Regions from separate parts of the Mus musculus genome. Here region 2 is linked to region 1. The links are chromatin contacts, called in public Hi-C maps. All regions are on one chromosome and are shown on one strand. The core of a region is the stretch at or near the end of the contact, and the rest is flanking DNA. Distances in the headings are between cores, read along the strand shown.

Region 1 (2,834 bases), core at 186-2,685:
TGAGAATTTAAAGCTATGAGTTGCAAACTCAGGAGCTACTGAGAACAAAGTGATACCACAGTCATGGGACTGAGGATCTAAATTTACACTAAAACTAATCTTTAAAGGAAAGGAAGGAAAGGAGGGGAAGTCCAAGGAAAATGGGAAATAAATGAGAGGATGGGATTTCGAAGCAAATCCAGAAACATTGCAGTGGAAGAGGCCTTGCCTTAGACATCTGAGGCACTAGGTCTGGTATCTAACACCGAGAAGACAGCAGATAAACAAACAATTCTGAGAGTAAATTCTGTATAGATGGGGAAACTGCAGTTATGTGAAGGAATAGTTCCAGTTTAGTGGAAAGGGAGCCATGAGTAGACCCAGACTGCCTGTGAGAAATGGGCACTGAGAAATAAGTCACACCGAGCAAACACGGTCATTAGACAGGCATCGTAGCCAAGGTGCGTTCCTAAGGCCCAAATGGGTTCCTGCTGCCCTTTTTGGTTGGCAGTTTCTTTAGATTTAGCTATGTTGTTTAAAGTTAGGTTTCTGCCCCAAGTGATTAAAATCCAGTTCCTATAAATCCTGAAAGTCTAGAGTGTTGCTTCGGTCCCACGGTCACCACTGTGGTGTAGACCACACTCCTGGAAGACTCATGGTATAGCTTAAAGTCATTATTGTAAAGACATCCCCTCATATTTCCAATTTGTAGGACTTTTTATTTGCCACCAGCATCTTGTTTTCACAAACTGTGTGTGGTTCTTATTTATTTGTTTTGTTTGTTTTCTCTTTCTTTTTGTTTTTACATGAGATTTCACTAAATGATGAACAATTCATAAAACACAGACTTACTGGTTGAAGTTAGATGCATGAGTTTGTAAAATAAGGTTATCTTGTTTACTGTATATTTTGACAGGTGCAGTTAACAAAATAGACTCACTGGTGACCCCAAGATAAGTGACAGACATATGAACATTAACTGGATCAGATTCTTAGTCCATTCTCTCTAAGGCAATAAAGTTGTCAAAACTTTTGAGCAGAGAGGGCCTTGAGCTCTCAATATATGGTATATTTGGAACAAACATGACACAGGTCTTAATGACCAGACCATCAAATGTCAGGTAGGGTTCCATCCACAGGCATCAAAGCCACATGGACCAGTGGTATCGTGTCCCTGAACCAGCTGTGTGCTGAGGCCTGGTGACCTCAGGAGGTCTTGGCTCCTTCAGCACGATGAACAGAAAAGGGCAGTCTTGCACATTTGAAACTTCCCGAGCCTGTGTCTCTGAAGACAGGGAGTGTGATTGGCGGTTTCAGGTCACCCTGATTATATATTGACTCTGTCCCTCTGATAGCGGCTGCCAGATCCCACTTGCAGGGCTTCTATCCTGCCACCCTCCCTACCAGGTCAGCATGACATTTTTGTTGAAAGAGACTCATCCCAGCGCTGATTGCTACGTACTGTGGGTTCTGCCTGCTTCAGCCCTTTCCCCATCCATTGGAGCATCTGCCCTCACCCCCATATTCAGCTCCATTCATTCAACAACACATACATTCCTCAGGGCTACATGTCAGAGATGCAGCCCTCAGCAGACTCAGGAATGCCACTTGCAGAGAAAAAGCAAAGAGAAAACAAAAGGCACCTACCCTAAGAATGTTTCACAATTAGTCTATGGGCAGGTACCAGCGGGCAAGTTATGAGAATATTATGAGTATTTTCCAGAGTTCTTTTTCCCCCAGAATCTAATAACTTTCATTCTGAAGTCTCTTTGAAACAACATTCACCTGCCATTATGTGCACACATACGAGTATAGCCTATATAAGGTTTCATATATGTGACATATAGATGCCTTTTAAGTGAAAACATTAATTATGGCTTTTTTTCTTCTAAAAATGTGTTTAGAAAATTGAATTCCTTTGAGCGATATGGGCCCAATAGCCAGCTGAGTGATTGATATTTTTCAGTGGCTTTGTGTAGAGAGGGGACTTTGGTCTCAGATCTGACTTTGCCCCGCAGCTCTCTAAGCTTTCTGTCAACTTTTAACTAGCCTCAAAAACCGTCTATGAAACCGTGAGATTTTCGGTGTGAGTTTCATTCGCTTCTGCACGCAGGTTGTCAGCGTGGACTTTCTCTAAGTTTAAATAAACTGCTTCTTGCTTCTAAGGAGTCATGTGCAGTATAGCTTGTTTCTCCTGGGTAATAACTATCTTTCCGCATCGATTCCCAAATGAGGGAGCTGTCAACATCTGTTTCTGGCAACGTAAGAAAGAGAAGGGATGTTGGAGCCAGTGACTTGTTTCCTGTGGGAATAATTCAGGGTTTGAACACATCCTTGACTGTTAATTTATAAGCACACTCACCATTTTCTCCTCTCCATCAAAATGCATGCCAGTATTGAGCAGTCTCGGGGAATAGAAAGCAACATATCGCAAACCCAGAGTCGAGTCTCGAGCTTCTGTTGAGGGAAGCAGAGGTCAAGGGAAATTTAGCAAATGTTCTATTGTCTGCTACACATTTGAAAATCGGCAGTATGGATAGTGACTAACAAAATGAGGTTACACTGCAGCAGCTGAGTGATCCAGCTCTCTCCCCATTCCTCCAGGTGTGACAAGAAAGCCCCACCAGATGTGGGTGGCAGCTTGGCAGCCTGGCCAGGCAGGGACCAAAGAGCTGAGTGTGCAAGATGAAGGCTAAGTGTCGAGGGCTAGAGAATTGCTAAAATGTGGGAGAAGCTAAGATTTGCAATCCAGGGCACCCAGCCATATGCATAGAGTTAGCAGGTCTTGGTAGCCAAGAGCAAGCCAAAAAAAAAAAAAGAGGCTCATGGCTCATGGGAGTTTGTTGAGGAAGGCT
Region 2 (2,834 bases), core at 246-2,745, 420 kb after region 1:
ATGTATTCCTCACTCTATGGCTTCCAGAGGTGTTTCTTTCTGGGCTGCCCCTAAATCCTTTCAGCCTCTTACCTAAATTACACTAATGAGGCACCTAGAGTAGCCACTCCTCACTAGCAGGTTCAGGTCTCCAGTTGGGCACCTACAGTTTCCTACATTACAGACGGTGGCCTAGAGGGGACATCTGTTTACCACATATGATACCGTATTACAAAATAAACAGGAAAACCACTTGAGAGACCAAGATGGTTAGATCCAAATGAAACTGTAATTTTCCAAGGTTCACAGGGGCGATGCCCAGGTCTGTCATCTTCTCCTCATAGATATACATTCCTATTTTCCCTTCAGGAAGTAAAGAGTTTAGAATGTCAGTGCAGTGAGATACGACACTAATGAACACACCAATGCTAAGGGCTCCCTACTATACCATGACACTCAGTACCACTATATGCCTTTATTAAACCTAAATATATTATGCTAGATTATAATCAATTTTTATAATACAACTTTTATAATAATGCTCATAGCATGTGGCTACCAGGAAAGCTCTTATAGTGAGATAGCTGGCTGTATTTTTCCATTAAAGCCTTCTTGTGGAGTGTCTATAGTTCTTCCTGTCACATATTTCCAGCTAACTGTTCCCTCTGTACTTATGTTTGCCTAACAATAGCCAGTCCCCTTTCAATGATTAATTGTGTATAGCACCAATTTGCTTCCTTCCTTTTGGTCAGGATGCCTCGCTTGGCACCAAACCAACTCCCTACCCATTCCCTTGTCCCATTTCTTTCCTCTCCACAGGTCACTCACTATCTTCCAACCCTCCAAGTTGGCCTGAATCACATTAAGTCAAAATTATTAGGAGCTCGCAGCAACCCCCCAACAGGAGGCTACTCAGTTAACTAAAACAAAACGTTGAGGGACCAAGGCTGCTGCTACTGAACCTCAAAGTGCTATGGTCACTCAGAGGAGACCTTGACAGTCTTGAGAGAACTGTGACTCTGCAATGGTAAAGCCTCTCTCTCTCTCTCTCTCTCTCTCTCTCTCTCTCTCTCACGCACACATCCATGCACATATACATACACTCTCAAAATCCCTATCAAATTCTCTACTTCAGAATATTTTTGCATGTGTTTCTTTACTCTTGTGCTTTTTGCTTTGTTTTCTGATTCACACACTTCGCGCGCGACACGTCACAGCCTGCAAGCAGAAACAACATCACATAGAAACCTCACTGGACAAGGATAAGTCTCAGGTTTCTCAGACCATCACCTAACTGGCAAATATGGCATGTCTGTCAGTTTTCTTTCTGAAGCCCTCTTTCTGAGAAGATCGGGCATTCTTCAGAACAGACATTGGAATCTGAGTCTTAGCTAATTTTTCTCAGAGTTTTTATTAGATTCAAGTCAGTGAATGGTTAGTCTACTGGCTGGAATCCAGGGTGCTTAGCCAGAGTGGAGGGGTGCTTGCTTCACAAAGTTAAATACATAACAGGTTTGTAAACACACTGTAGCTTTCAAGCACAATAGAGTGCTCAGCAAAGCCTGCCTCCTTAGATGTTCATAGGAGAAGAGGGGAAATGCAAACCCATGTTCATGAATGCAGTCATACATGCAATGTCTCCATACGTATCATGTTCCATGGGGCATCATGGAGGTTCCCTTGTTATCTAGAGGTAGATTCTATATCACTCCCCAAGTTTACTTAACTCTCCCCATTCACTCCCCCCACATAAGGAAGGGTGGGGAGAAAACTAAGAACTCTGCATCAGCTTACCCAGAGATCTGCTACACTGCCTCCCTGTTCCTATTTTCTTTATTTGTGTAGCTGTTAGACATTTCTGCAGAGAAGGGGAGCAGCAGCCAGGCTCGCACAACAAAAGGCCTACTGTCACAGAGCCAGCCTCAGACATGGTGGAAACCGGCCCACAGGAAAAGGCCTGGCTCCAGTGTTAGGCCCCGGCCGAGTACAGTCTCTATATTCAGTTAAATTGGCAACGGGTCTCAGTGTTCCTGGCTTTGAGCTGTGAACAAGGGTCGGGATTGAATAACCAATTACACAACCGCTGACTGAGTTTACTCAAGGTTTGCAAACTGCTATAATAGCCCAGTATTCAGGCGACTGTTTCATCCCCAGCCAGGTGCGGTGTCATATCTACCCTCATGTTCCATTTACATGTCACCTTATCACATACGTCCATCAAAAAGGTTAATACAGTGTCGCACTCGACACTTAAATGAGGGGCTCTGCCTCTCCACTGGGCACTTCACACCGACACCTCTCTTTGTCTCTCGCTTTCCCTCTGTAAGTTAAACCAAGTTTCTGTCAGAGCTACAAAATGGAGTTTGAAAGAACAGTAGCTAACTGTCGACAGTTTTCCAAAACACTGCTTACACTAATCGGCTGTTTGAACCACCTCAGTGTACCAAGAATGTGACAGTTCTGCCATTTGGCTACTCACAGGGGCACCCAGATCTGAGGCATTTCTATCGACCAACCCAGAAGTGCGGCTTCCTCTTTTGCCAAAGCGAGCATCTCAGTCAACATTCAGGGACCGTAGCAGTCCCAGCGCATGGCAATGCCTGTCTTTAGACAAACTGTTGAGATGGAGCTCAACTTCCGACATGGAACTGCAAGAAGTATTCCTGGATATCTACATAGCTGACATCATGGAATGAGTAACTCCTAGCCGATAACCAGAATGACAGACGTGGAGACATGAAGGGCTATCGGACTTGGGGAAGAGAGTTGGCAAGTTTTGATATCTTGATCTTTACCTTTGAATTGTAACCCGTGCTCCCATGAATAGGTCATTTAGAGATAATCCAGTCTTCGCC

What was found. Hi-C and Micro-C count contacts between places; a contact is called where the count stands out from the background.
Region 2: a contact with region 1 is called in a Hi-C map of liver, with 2.6 times the contacts expected there. The contact joins two enhancer-like sites. A contact is called at or near these places in 1 of 15 datasets of contacts at CTCF or cohesin (the NIH/3T3 cell line), 1 of 484 Hi-C or Micro-C datasets (liver) and 2 of 115 datasets of contacts at active chromatin or transcription factors (the NIH/3T3 cell line and embryonic fibroblasts).

What each region holds. Positions count from the first base shown.
Region 1 is chr6:143,632,531-143,635,364 of GRCm38.p6, forward strand. It overlaps 1700060C16Rik (RIKEN cDNA 1700060C16 gene), which reads right to left. Exons shown (of 5, transcript NR_045732.1): 2 at 2,342-2,436. Among named protein-coding and RNA genes, the nearest start is that of 1700060C16Rik, 17 kb to the right of the region's middle. Within about 2 kb of position 1,436, at least 6 of the 459 cell types and tissues checked have an H3K27ac peak or open chromatin away from gene starts, as enhancers often do. A contact at or near this core is called in liver, where this site is marked.
Region 2 is chr6:144,054,981-144,057,814 of GRCm38.p6, forward strand. The region is part of intron 3 of Sox5 (SRY (sex determining region Y)-box 5); the gene reads right to left. Among named protein-coding and RNA genes, the nearest start is that of Gm52485, 70 kb to the left of the region's middle. Within about 2 kb of position 1,496, at least 108 of the 459 cell types and tissues checked have an H3K27ac peak or open chromatin away from gene starts, as enhancers often do. A contact at or near this core is called in liver, where this site is marked.